2 separate regions of the Xenopus laevis genome follow, and region 1 is linked to region 2. A link is a contact called in public Hi-C data. All regions are on one chromosome and are shown on one strand. The core of a region is the stretch at or near the end of the contact, and the rest is flanking DNA. Distances in the headings are between cores, read along the strand shown.

What was found. Hi-C and Micro-C count contacts between places; a contact is called where the count stands out from the background.
Region 1: a Hi-C map of the XL177 cell line shows a contact between it and region 2, with 3 times the contacts expected there. The contact joins the promoter of LOC108695507 here to the enhancer-like site in region 2. A contact is called at or near these places in 3 of 4 Hi-C or Micro-C datasets (the XL177 cell line, the XTC cell line and animal cap).

The regions. Positions count from the first base shown.
Region 1 is chr1L:141,327,954-141,334,997 of Xenopus_laevis_v10.1, forward strand. It overlaps LOC108695507 (transmembrane channel-like protein 1), which reads left to right and starts at 5,752. Exons shown (of 18, transcript XM_018224068.2): 1 at 5,752-6,068; 2 at 6,275-6,403. The coding sequence starts at 5,911.
Region 2 is chr1L:141,266,127-141,272,352 of Xenopus_laevis_v10.1, forward strand. No RefSeq gene overlaps it. Among protein-coding and RNA genes, the nearest start is that of zfand5.L, 23 kb to the right of the region's middle. Within about 2 kb of position 4,840, at least 1 of the 7 cell types and tissues checked has an H3K27ac peak or open chromatin away from gene starts, as enhancers often do.

The DNA of each region.
Region 1 (7,044 bases), core at 4,502-7,001, 63 kb after region 2:
AAGTAATCCTAACTTCTTCTTTAAACCCCCCCCAAATTTTTTAAATTATAAACAAGTCAAGTCTTTTCTAGACCTGCATAGTATAAAAAATAAAGATGTTTTTTTAAATCCTTCTCATCCTCATCAAACATAATAATGCTATATGCTTAAATGCTCTTTGTTTACTGGGCATTTAGTCACTTAAGGAAATGGCCAATTGCAATTACTGGAAAGTAACCTGAGAGAAGCATTTTCAGATAGGGGAATGCGGAAATGTTACGTGACACACGTCTATCCAATTGTCTGTTCAAAGAAAGGTGAAGATGAGAGAGTTGCTAATCTTACCCAAGGCACTTATTTTATTAGATGCAAAATAAGTTAATGATGGATAAACCCTCTGAAGACAGCTGCAGCAGCAAGCTTTAAGCAAGTTCTCACTTGGGCATTAAGACAACCCTGTGGTTGTTCTGTACATGTATAAAATATAAAAGTCTTGTGATGACGAAATGAGCTGTTATCTGATGGCCATTTAGAACATTGTCTTTGACTGCAAGACCTTGAATGGTGTCAGAGGCAGTTTGGCAGAGCGCATGCAATCGATCACCATGTATCAGGCTCATATCTGTCTTCACTGAGATACTGTGACATTTAGAGGTTCATATGAGCAGCAAAGAAGAGCTGTCTGGGGCAGACAGTGTGACTGCAGTGTAGAACACCTGGTGCCTGTACTTAATGTTGTCATTAGCAGGCGTCAAATTCGCCTATTATAATGCTTTGTGATCAAACCAAAGTCAAAAAGCACCTGTCTCGTTCATTTTGTTAAAGCTAAAGGTGACATCTTTCATTTTTCAATACACTTTTTTAATAATGTCTTGCCTTTATCACACATCATCGTTATTCATTTCTTCCAATGTGAGAAATCTAGTCCTGTTGTGATGCTCAGTTTATAACGTCTAATAAAGTACTTTGGCTGCCGGGAAAGTTGGCAGAAGAAACTTTCTACCCTTTTGACCTTAGCACTGCAACTCTAAGTGGTAAACTAAAGATTCATAAAAAGTTAATGAGATGGGAAATTAGTCCATTCTCATATTTCAACAAGCGAAATTTCACCAGCATCTCTTCATTGGCAGAGAAAACCGTTCTGAAGTGCTAGACACTTAGACTAATGTCCTGCTCGCTAAAAGTACCTGTTTCATATTAAATAGCTCACACCAGCCATCGGAAGCACAGCTGAGATGCCCAAACACAAAAAACTAGAGGCCTCTGAAAATGACGGTAAATTTATGTTAAACCTCTTATGCTTTGCATTTGGAAACTTAGACCTTTCTCTTTAAGTTGATATTCTTATATTAACTTCTGCTCTAATTATCTAATCCAGCATGAGTCCTTAACTTCTCTACTTTCATTTCTCTGGGTGCTTCCGAATGTAAATGATGTCAGCTACTAAAGTGAAATAAATGATTTATTTAAGATTATGTGGAAAATAGCATTACTAGATAGGAAGAAATCAATATCATTAGTATAATAGAACTTGATGTAAGGCATACACCTGCTTAATAGGTTTTTGAGCTTGATATATAATAAACTTGACTATACAACGTGATATAATTCGATTTTGTTTAACAGTTTTGTTTTCTGTACACTTTAATGTTAAACCCATGTTGTGGGTTAGAGGATAATTACATTGAAATTCTCCCCTTCAAAAGAGCAAGTTTAGAGGTTACAATTCTTGGAGCAAAGATTTAATCAGAACAAAGGAAAAGTATTTATTTTTTTGGAAAGACTTTAGTACCTCATGATAAATAACCACAAATATGTAAAACCTCTGTACAATTCCTTGGTGTGTTGTGCACATACCCATCTTAATAATGCTTTGTCTTAGATACACACTTGGAAAAATATTGTGGAGAAAAAAAGGACTTGCTTTAAGCTCTATAGTATTGTTTAAATTAGATAAATAAGCTTTCAAATGTCATTCTATAATAGGAAGATATACCGTAAATGACATATAGGTGTTTTTGTGCCTGTTAATATTGTGCAATGTTTAACAGAGATATTTAGAACAATGTTTAACAGAGATGTTTAGAACAAAAGCACTAATACATTTTACAAGTTGTATGTGCAATAATGGAAGTGAATTGAATCTATTTGCTTTTATGTGTGAGGTCAGGTATACTTCTTTTCTCTCCAACAAACAGCGATCTTGTCATCATTTATAGCAGAGATCCTTGCCATCTTTATAAAGCTGTATGGCCAAATGGAAGAATTTCTTGCTATTGCAAAGTCGCCACAAGTGTTCTACAGGCTTTTTTTGTGAATTTATCCTGTAATCACATGAGCAATTGTCAGCTTTAGTAAACTCGTCTTGTAGGTTATTCTCGTTTAGCTAAGGGAACACTGACTTACCAGTGTCTATTGTTGATCTAGCCTAATGCTGGGCAATAGACAGAGGAACACCTCAATGATTGGCTGCTGAACCGATCCATCTTGTAGTGTCAGTAGTGACTTAAAAAAGTCTAGGCAACTGACACAACCCATATTACTTGGCCACAGCATCTGAATTCGGCTGTTATTGTGGAAAATAGCTAGATTCTCACTAGAGATACATTGGATAGGCAAATTGGTGAACTCTTTCCCAGTGCTCAAGTATCCATTGTGCATTACTATATATATATCTTATATATATTATATACTATTATATATATAATAAATGTTGAGTTTCTTTGATCAGAAAGCAATCAAAGGAAAGTAACTCATGTCATTTGATGTAAAATGCAAAGATATGGGTAAAACAATAAAACAAATACAATATTAAATGGAAGAGGAGTTTAAACATGTATTTATACATATTTTCATATCCTATCTATTAAAACAAAATAAATAACAGCTAGGCAAGAACTGCAGTGTCTTCATTATGACAATTTATTCTATAATATTCTCCTAGGAGATTTGGCCAGCTAACTTTAAAGGAAATCCCAAAGCTGAAGGAAATCTGCTCTAAAGATTTTTCACTGTCAGACTATGCAGACTATGTAATTACAGGGTGAAAGTAGGGTTGTTTTCTAGATTTCTGTTAATAAACTGGACAATTTTATGTAAGGAGATCGGAAATATATGGGGGAAATTGTTTAAAATTTGAAAGTTCCATATAATACTTTTTCATAATTTTATTTCCAAGGCACTGTTCAAGGCCATCTCCTTATAATGTTTATAATTGTCTAATTATTATTAGACCATAGACATTTAAAGGACTAATCACTTGTGTCATTAACTTGACAGTGGCAAGTGGTTCAAAACTGAAATGCGATTTATTGTCATGAGTTTCATGTGCTGATAAATGAGCTACACAAAGTTTAATAGCCATAAAGACATCCAATAGCTGGGTACCTACTACATGGTGCAGGTTATGATCAAGTGTATTATACATAGGCCCTTTTTACTACTTTTCCAACATCAGGGCCTTAGGACAAAATAATTCACCAGATGTAACAGATGTAACACTATATGATGTAGTGTCCTCCACTGAAGATCAAGCTGTGTTCAGCAGCTTGTGGTCAGACAGAAAGTGTGTCTGTGTGGGGCAAGAAAAGGAAACAAATAACCTTTATTTAATATATTTTTTGTATGAGCTATCAGCTGGCAGCTGCTTCATTTTCAGTGCAATAATTGATATGTTGATTGGCAAAATCAGCATTTATCACCGGAACATGGATGCCAATATTCTTCTGTCATAGTAAACTCAATGATGCTATGGGATCTATTATCTGGAATGTTTAGCAACTAGGCATTTCTGTTTAACAGATCTTTCTGTACTGCAGAGCTGTATGATGTGACCCTACTAAAATTATTTAAAGGGTTAGTCTACTTCTATCTTAACTTTTTGTATGGCGTAGACAGTGATATTTGAGGTAATTTGCAATTGGTATTAATTTTTTATTTTTTTGCTGTTTTCTAATTATTTAACTTTCCTGTTTAGAATTTCAGCAGTTATCTGGTGGCTAGGGTTGAATTTACCTTAGGCAGTGACTTAAATAAAGACTCAAATATCAATTATTAGTGGCTTGAATAGAAAGATAAGTAATTACAATTAGCAATAACAATAAAATTGTAGTCTCACAGTTTTGTGGCTGCTTCGGCCAGTGAACCCTATTTGAGAGCTGCAAAGAAGCAGAAGATCAAGGCAGATAATTCAGAAACTTTTAAAAGTAAAGACTGAGGTGAACTACCCCTTTTAATCTAAGTTTACATCTTATTGTCATATTAATACAGAGAAAAGGGCAAATCGGTAAAAAATTAACAATTTTTCATTAAACAGGACATTATAGGATTTAGCAATGCCATATTTAGGAACACTCTGCATAACAGATCTACCATCAGTATTCTGTCCCAGAACTGGTTTCCACTGAACTGAAGTAGGTTCTTGTAGAGAAGGTTCCTCTATAAGATGGTCAGTTGTTGCTCTTAAATTTATCTGGAACTTCAGGCAATCAGTAATCAAACATAATAGCCAGAACACTACTTCCTGCTTTGCAGCACTCTTGCTTTCCACTGATTGGTGACCAGGCAGTAATCAATCAGGGACTTGAGGGGGGGGGCACATGGATCATAAATGTTGCTTTTTGAATCAGACCTGCATGGTAAGGATCAATTGCAAACTCGCCAAACAATTATGTCCCATGTGGCTCCTCTTCAAGTCGCTGACAAAGTCAGAGTTATAGAGCTGCAAAGCAGGAAGTAGTGTTTTTGCTATTATGTTACACATCCAGTAACTCTAGCCTTTATACATTACATTTTTGGATAATTAACTATATTAGAAACATTTTTTATTTTGCACAGCCTATCTATTTACCCAGTTTTTTTTTGTTTTTTTTATAATGAACTGTTCCTTTAAGTAACAATGTAGCATTGCTTTCAAATAAAAGCTATAATATCAACCAGAGGTTAGCTACTTTTAAACATGTTACTTATTGAATGAACAATTATGTGTTTTACTTTTAGTTCAAATCGAAGTGGACAGTGAAGAGGACAATGAAGGTAAAGCCAACTAGCATTTAACATCCAGCATAAATTTGAAATGTATATTTGACTAGTGGATACTGATTTTTCGGATTATTATGAGATCACATTTGAAAGGTAGTTTGTCACAACACTGAACAAACTTGCTTGAAATTCTCTAAAGAGAAAGGGTATTGCTGAGCAGCATTTTCTTTGATATTACACTATTTAAAACCTAAACAGCATAGGTCCAACTTTGTTAACTATGGTTAAGAATTATGGTTAAGAAACGCACCACAGCCATTGATTACTCTGACTGTACGAGTCAAATCAAAGCTAATCAATAGGCTTGGGTGAGTTTGACCCGTTTTGTTTTGCCCAAAAAATAATAAGTCTATGGGCATAATTTCCTCAGCGAAATAAGCCAAAAAAATTCGCCCATCCTTACTTATCAGTGATGGAAAGTTGTAGGTTACTAGTCCACTGCAGAGTTGTATGTTTATAAAGGAGGGCCTATGTTTAGATGCCTTTTGCTAAAACTATTTCTGCTGGTTACAGAGATAAATGAGCTGTGACTGTTTAATGACATTTTTAATGAGATTGTAAACTCAAACTTTAACCCATTGAAAATGGGCTATGGCCTCTCTGGCTAGTTAATGAGCCTAAATGTGTGGTGTACATTTTATTCCTACCTCCTATGAAAGTGCTTATATTAGCGGGACCTTTCCATTTTCATTTGCTTGTTATCTTTAATATCTTATTTTCTTTACTGTGTATTTCTATTAAAATAACTGTGGACTGGAGTTGTAGCTAATACATGAATACATGTCTAATATTTTCATTTTTAAGATTCTGAAGAAGAAGATAAGCCCCCAAAGAGAAGGGAGAAAAACTGGAGAATTCCAGACATGAAACCGTGGCTGGGAGAAATGACAGATGATGAAATTAGGAATGCGAATACAGAAGAACTCAATGAGAACGGGGAAGTTAGCCCTGGTGGAAGGACTGGCAGAAAAGGAAGGAAGGGACCTGGAGCAGACAAGAGAAAGCCAAAGGATAAGAAAAAGGACAAGAAGAAGAAAGATGCAGATGGGTAACTTGAGAGATAAATAGACTCATACACAAGGCCTTCATATGTTGGTGATTGTGTAAAGCATATAAATAAGAAAGTGTATGTTCACACATTATTTAGATCTTTGGCTTTTACTTTAGTACATAACTCTTCTCAGAGAGAAAAGGCATGTTAATGGACCACTTTTGTCTTTTTGAAACAGTTAAATGTTAATATCCACAGATCTGACTCTGATGAAGACGACATCACAGAAGAGGAATTAGACAAATTAAAGGAAGCTGTAGAAGAAAAAAAGAAACTTATTGCCACCATAAGAAACAAACCTTGGAAAATGAAGCAAAAACTAGAAGTCCTGAAGTAGGTGCCATTTTATTTATATGGGGAATCAAGTACTTCACTGTAAAATAAGAATGTTAGAAGTCATTGAAGAATTCCATGAAGTCACAACCACATGGCCACCAGCAGTGTACTTTTATAAAGGTCACTGAACTTGGGGCGACTGTTTAACTGATCTGTGCAGAACAGTGAAACTGAAAGTACTTTAATGTGGGAACTTTTGTTCTTCAGAGGAATTGTGAGAGGAAGAGAAGGTATCTGTCTGACAAAATTTCCCTTTTCAGTTATCAACGCTGAAACTCCATGTATAATTATTACTATATACACTCGGAACACTAACAACTTTTGGCTCCTATACATGGAGCTTGTCTCTAGTAAATCCCACCCCCTTTATTACAGGGTATAACAAAACAATCTGGTCCATTAGCGCTTTATAGTAAAAATAAAGATTTTTTTTATTTAAAACTACACAACACAACACATTTGTGCCCAAGGCATTTTTATTTTATGTTTTACTGATTCAGTCAAGATGCTGTGCAACACAGGATCTTAAAGCATAATTTCATTAGTTTTATACACATGGATTTTATTGTAGGACTATTTATTTGTGAATTAATTTGGCAGCAAAGGAACATTTGTCCAGATAAAACACAGAGCACCAG
Region 2 (6,226 bases), core at 3,590-6,089:
ATACAGCCAGATAGTTGTTTAAAGGAGTGGCTCGTCTTCAGTTTAACTTTTAGCAGGTTATAGATTTGCCTATTCTTTGCAAGTTTTTAATGGCGACTGACTATTTTTTTCTATCTCACTGTTTAAATAATCTTAGGTCATACGCCTGCCATATTGTTTTTAACAGCTAGCAACACAATGCCTCTTTCATTACAATCCGTATAATCCATTTGGGTTCTTCAGATTAGCTCGTTCTTCCAGAGTAGCTCCATGCACAGTCCACCATCAGGGCAAGGGCTCAGTGAACCAGTAAACATGTCCAGCGGGTACAGTGAAGCTAATGGATATACTTTAATGGATACTTTCCTCTTTATTTATGGAGGAAAACAAGATCAACACAAGAATCAGAAAGGTACAGAGTTTTTAACAAGCCCCTGGCCAGAGGGAACAATACAAAAGTACTATCATAAGTAAGCAGGGCTATTTTTATTCTGAACTTTACTTGCCCTTTATAAAAGAGGCCACAGGATATAGTGAGACAGTACAACTTTCTCCACTTAAAATCAAATGTAATGAGCCAGCTGAACATTTTGTCACTGTGTTTCTGTGTGAGCAGTGTAAGTGGAACAAGCCCTTATCTGGGACCACTCTGAAATCATGAATGATTCATAAACATTTCATTTTAATTTTTCATTTTAAAGGGGTTGTTCCCCTTTTGAGTTAACTTTAAGTATGATGCAGAGAGTGATATTCTGAGACAATTTGCAATTGGTTTTCATTTTTTATTTATTATTGTTATTCAGCAGCTGCCCGGTTTGCAAATTCAGCAATCTGGTTGCTAGAGTCCAAAAAAAACTGGAAAATGAATAGGAGAGGGCCCGAATAGAAAGATCAGTAATAAAAAGTAGCTATAATAACACATTTGTAGCCTTACAGAGCATTGGTTTCTTAGATGGGGTCAGTGATCCCCATTTAAAGTTGTAAAGAGTCAGACGAAAGAAAATTATTTAAAAACTATTAAAAATAAATAATGAATACCAACTAAAATGTTTCTTAGAATTCACCACTCTATAACATACCAAAAGTTAACTTATTAAAGGTGAAGAATCCACAGAGAATCTTCTTTCCCTTGCCTTTCAACTGTTGGCGGATTTTGGCGTGCAATGCAAAATGTTGTGTTCTGCGATGAAATCTACAGCGTCTGCCTGCACCCGAGTGGAAACAATGCTGAAGCGCAATGGACCAGTGTATTCTCTGCAGGCCAAGATCTGTCCTCGTCTAGCCCTGGCCTTAAGCCCCTACAGCAAGGATTTGGGCTAAAAATGCAAAATCTTGCGTTTCTTCACCAAAATCCGCTGAGTGTGTTCACAGCAGAGCTGACACAAGGCTTCTAGATGCAAATGCTGAAGAAGATATAAAGATGTTATAAAGAAGATTTAGGGTTAGGGCACACTAATCTCGACTGATCTCCCAGAACTGCCTCCCCTGCCTTTCCGCTGGCTAAAATGTAAATCGCCAGTGGGATGGCACTCAGAGCGATTCGTTTTCCAAAGTCGCCCAAAGATTCCTCGTGAGGCAACTTCAGGCGACTTTGTAAGGCAGTTCTGGGAGATTAGTCGCCCCAAAGAAGAGGAGATTTATTGCCAGGCAACTAATCTCCCTGAATCTGCCTGGGTGCCCTGACCCTTATAGCGATTGGGGGCTGAAATTGTCCTGCGGACTTCAGCAGGCTGATTTCAGCCCCGTCTGCCCTAGGCTTAGAAAACACTGGGGTTCATTTATAAAGTTCGCACATCGCATATTTATTCGCAAATGTTTGTATTGCCCATGTTTTTTCCTGAACGCTAAAAAAATGCACTGCTATGCCCATCTTTCTGTTTTTTGCGAATTCGCATCGAGAATACATTTTCGCAAATGACTCGCAAATGAGATGGGTGTTTGCATGAGTTGTGCCCACTGTGCTAGGTTGCTGTGCGCGAAAATAGCGTTGACAGTGGAGCTCATTTATAAACTTTGCGCAAGACAGATTGGTTCGCAAAGTGAATATATTTGCCCTACGCAGTTATATTTACTGTATAAAGCTGAATAAGTGTGGTGCAAACAGATTTGTGATTTTTTTTTTCACAAAATAAAAAAATCGCAAAAATTCGAATATTTATGTGCATACTCTGCGACTGAATTACGCCACTTTGGTGGCAGAGAAAAAATTCGCAAAAAAATTTTGCAAAGTGCGACTTTAAGTTACTGTCAACGTTATTTTCTCGCACAACAATCTCGCAAATTAGGTGCGCTCGCGTACACTCCCGTCTCATTTGCGAAAATGTATTCACAATGCGAATTCGCAAAAAACGGAAAGACGGGCACAGCAGTGCAATTTTTTACCGCTCCGGAAATAGCATGGGCAATACAACCAATTGCAAATAAATATGCGCTGCGCAAACTTTATAAATGACCCCCAGAAACTTATATTCGCAAGCTTCCGTTACCTTTCAGAATCAAATTCAAATTAATGACACTGACTTTCAAAGCACTTCACAACTCTGCTCCACCCTACATCTCTGAACTCATCTCTATATACTCACCCACTCGCTTACTTCGCTCCTCTACTGACCTGCTACTCAACTCTTCTCTCATTACCTCCTCACATGCTCGCATTCAAGACTTTGGAAGGGCTGCACCCCTCCTTTGGAACGCTCTCCCACGATCTGTCCGACTTTCTCCCAACCTTTCTGCTTTCAAAAAATCTCTGAAAACGCACTTCTTTCGAGAAGCCTACCCTCACTCTGCTTAACTACCAAACGCAACACCACATACAACACCACATTTCTCACCCACTTACTTCGATCTTGCCCACTCCCACACCTTGTGTATTACTCCCTTCCCTTTAGACTGTATGCCTATGCATAGGGTCTTCCTCACCTTTTGTACCTGTATTGATTGTGATGTTTGTTACTCCATATATTCTATGTATGTAATTCATGTGATGTAGTTGTATAATCACAGTTACTTTACAGTGCTACACAATATGTTGGCGCTATATAAATACATGTTAATAATAATAATAATAAAGTTGCAAAAGTGTTTTGCTCGTATTCTCTCAGCCACCACAGTTGTGGCGTAATTCATTCGTAGAGTGCGCACATAAATATTCGCAATATGCGATTTTTGACATATTTAAAAAGCTCTTTTAGACATTCGCATTGTGAAAAACAATTTGCAATTCTGTTTGCACCACACTTATTCAGATTTATAAATATAACCATGTGCAGGGCTAATATATTCACTTTGCGAACCAATCTGCCTTGCGCAAAGTTTATAAATGAGCCCCACTGACATGTAATGTTTGACTTTTTATGGCGGTTAAATTATCTCTGGAGCAAAACTTTGGCAAGCCCTGTGACTGCCAAGATAAGTACAGGAGATAAGACATAAATGCAGTCTTTCAAAAAGCATTGGGTCTGTGATTTTATCTTGTTCTTATCACTTCCTGCTATTTCTTGCTACAGCAGATTACAGTGTTGTAAGCATGTAAGCGTCACTATGCATTCATTCTTTCTCTTCCTTATTGCCTCCCACAGGTCTCCTGTAATGTCATAATCTCCTTATATGAAACCAGCAGGGACCAGTAAGCAAATAATCATGTACTAGTTCCACTTTAGGTTTGACCAGTCTTAAATGGACAGTAAGAGCACTCGCTAGGGCAATTAAGATTGATGGTTAGCCTTTAGAGCAATTCCTAGTGTCCTGACTAATCCTCATTTACACATTCCAGTCTTCTCTATGGGCACCTGTTCTCTGAATAAACGTGTTCATTAGCTAAGGTAACACCGGCACGGTTTCATTGCACTGGCCATTTTATTATTTAAAGATACACACAGAAACATATGCGGTACAAACCTCATTCCTAATCCATGACAAAAAGCCAACTCATTGGATAATTAAGACGTTCCTTGTGAGAATGAAAAACCTAACCATTTCATTAATTGCCCCGAGTAATTATGAGGTTAGACACGTGAAAATGGTTTCACCGCTCCTTATCTCGAAGCAGGGCAGGAAGCAGAGAATGTTTAAAAGAAACATAGAGACAAGCTTACATATATATTATATTAAACCTTAATTCATTCATATTTCTCATTCAAGATGTAACTTCAGAGGGGAGCATGGATGGTTGTGATGCGGATCCGAGCAGAAAGCTTAAAAGACACAATTATATATATATATATATATATATATATATATATATATATATATATATATATATATATATATATATATATATATATATATACTGGATAGTACAAGGCATAGCCGTTATGCAATATTCCTTCTTTGTGCATATACTAAAGGGAAATGGTTAATATATATAATATAAACCTTTTGTCATTCACTAATTCAAATTCCATTATACTATAAAAATATAACTCACAGCAACCCCATACAGAAGCTAAGATCTATGGAGTAAGTTGTTTTTTATGTACATATGTACTTTTCCAATTAATTAGGGAGATTATAATAGGCAGGAGGATCCACAGGCAGAGGGTATAACATTGTAGGATAAGAGCACAAGACAAAACCAATTATTTCCATATATCCTTTGCGCACAGGTTCACTCTAAATTCCTTGGTGGGTTATATTCCCTAATAAAAAATGTAATCTATTTTATCACAATGTCCAATTTTGTGTAACACCAATAGCGGCCCTTCTGTTTATGATCTGTTACTATGGGGTTACCAGGAAAGTCCCGCATTCAGCAGAGTGGTAGATTAGCCAGAAACTCTTTGAGTTCTTACAGTAAGACAGAGTGGGTGGTTTTTAAAAGGGAAAAGTCCAGACACTTGGAGCCAATCACAGAACAGCGTGGCCATTGTAGGGGTCAGAGAAGGACTGAAAGAGGAAGGGGTGGAGGGAGGGAGAGAGGGCACAATGACTGGACAAGGAGTGCCACAGTCAGCTTGCTTCTCAGCCCACATGATTTGCACTTCTGAACGGTTTACATTTCTTCTTATATATCTGCAATTGAATATAAAATGAAGAATTGCCGTCTGTGAAAATTGAACACTCTACTCACATGATATGATCCAGCACTGAAGGCCAGGCCAGATATACTGTAACTTTATCATTCACCACGGGCAGTCATTCACACTAACTGCCGCCTATAGCTGGATCGAGAACAAAGCATTGCAGACAATTAAAACGACATGCTCCATTTAAAGGATAAAAAAAACGCCTACCCCCTAACCCACATAAACCATTACATTTGTAGCCTAACAGAGCATTTGTTTTTTAGGTGGGGTCAGCAACACCCATTATATAAATAATAATACAACTATATAAAAAATACATAGAGGACCAATTGAAAAGTTGCTTAGAATTGGCCATTCCATAACAAGCTAAAAGTTAACTTAAAGGTGAACCACCCCTGCGTTTTCATCCGACAGTCGGATCAATGTAGTCGGATCAATTTCTTGGGATTCTCCTTCACTTCCGTTTTCTGTAAAACATCCGACACGTCACATGCGTTTAGTCGCATTGCGACGTGTCCAAGCGCTTCATCTAGTCCTGCCCTTACATATTGAATTTCTAAGATTATAGATTTCTTACTCAAAATGTTGTTGAATAGCCGTGCAGAATGGGCTTTGATGTAACAGCACATACAGCATTCTGAATGCTACTATGAGAGGTGATTCTCAGCACTTCCAAAATGGAGTAGTGTATGACTGATCTACCTCTAGTGGCATTCAAAATGCAACTTGTTTCATAGCTCCAAAGCACTCTAGCACTAAACCTCAACCTGCTGACAGGGTTTATCTACTTTATCAAGATGTTCGAGTTGAGGTTATTGAGACGTGGTGCATACCATAGTAAGCCCATCATAGGAGTAATATGAAAAAAATCCAGTAGCACACTGTAATTCGCCAAAAAGTGTTCTGCCTTTTATTTAGCCCAAGTAGATACAAAAAAGAGCAATGTTTTGGCTCCCCCCTGGTCCTTTACCAAGATGGGACCTGAAACCTTTCCCTTTTTTTGTATGTACATGGGCTAAATAAAATGTAAAACACCTTTTCACGAATTACAGCGTGCTACTGGATTTTTTCCTATGTATTAGTTGACCCAAAGCAGGCGAGGGTCTTCCAGTATTAGCACCTGGCACCTTCACTGATGAAATTCAATTGGGTTGAGCTCTCCATATTGCAAACATAAACAGATATTAAACATAATAGGCAAGAGCAATGACTATCCTGTAAAT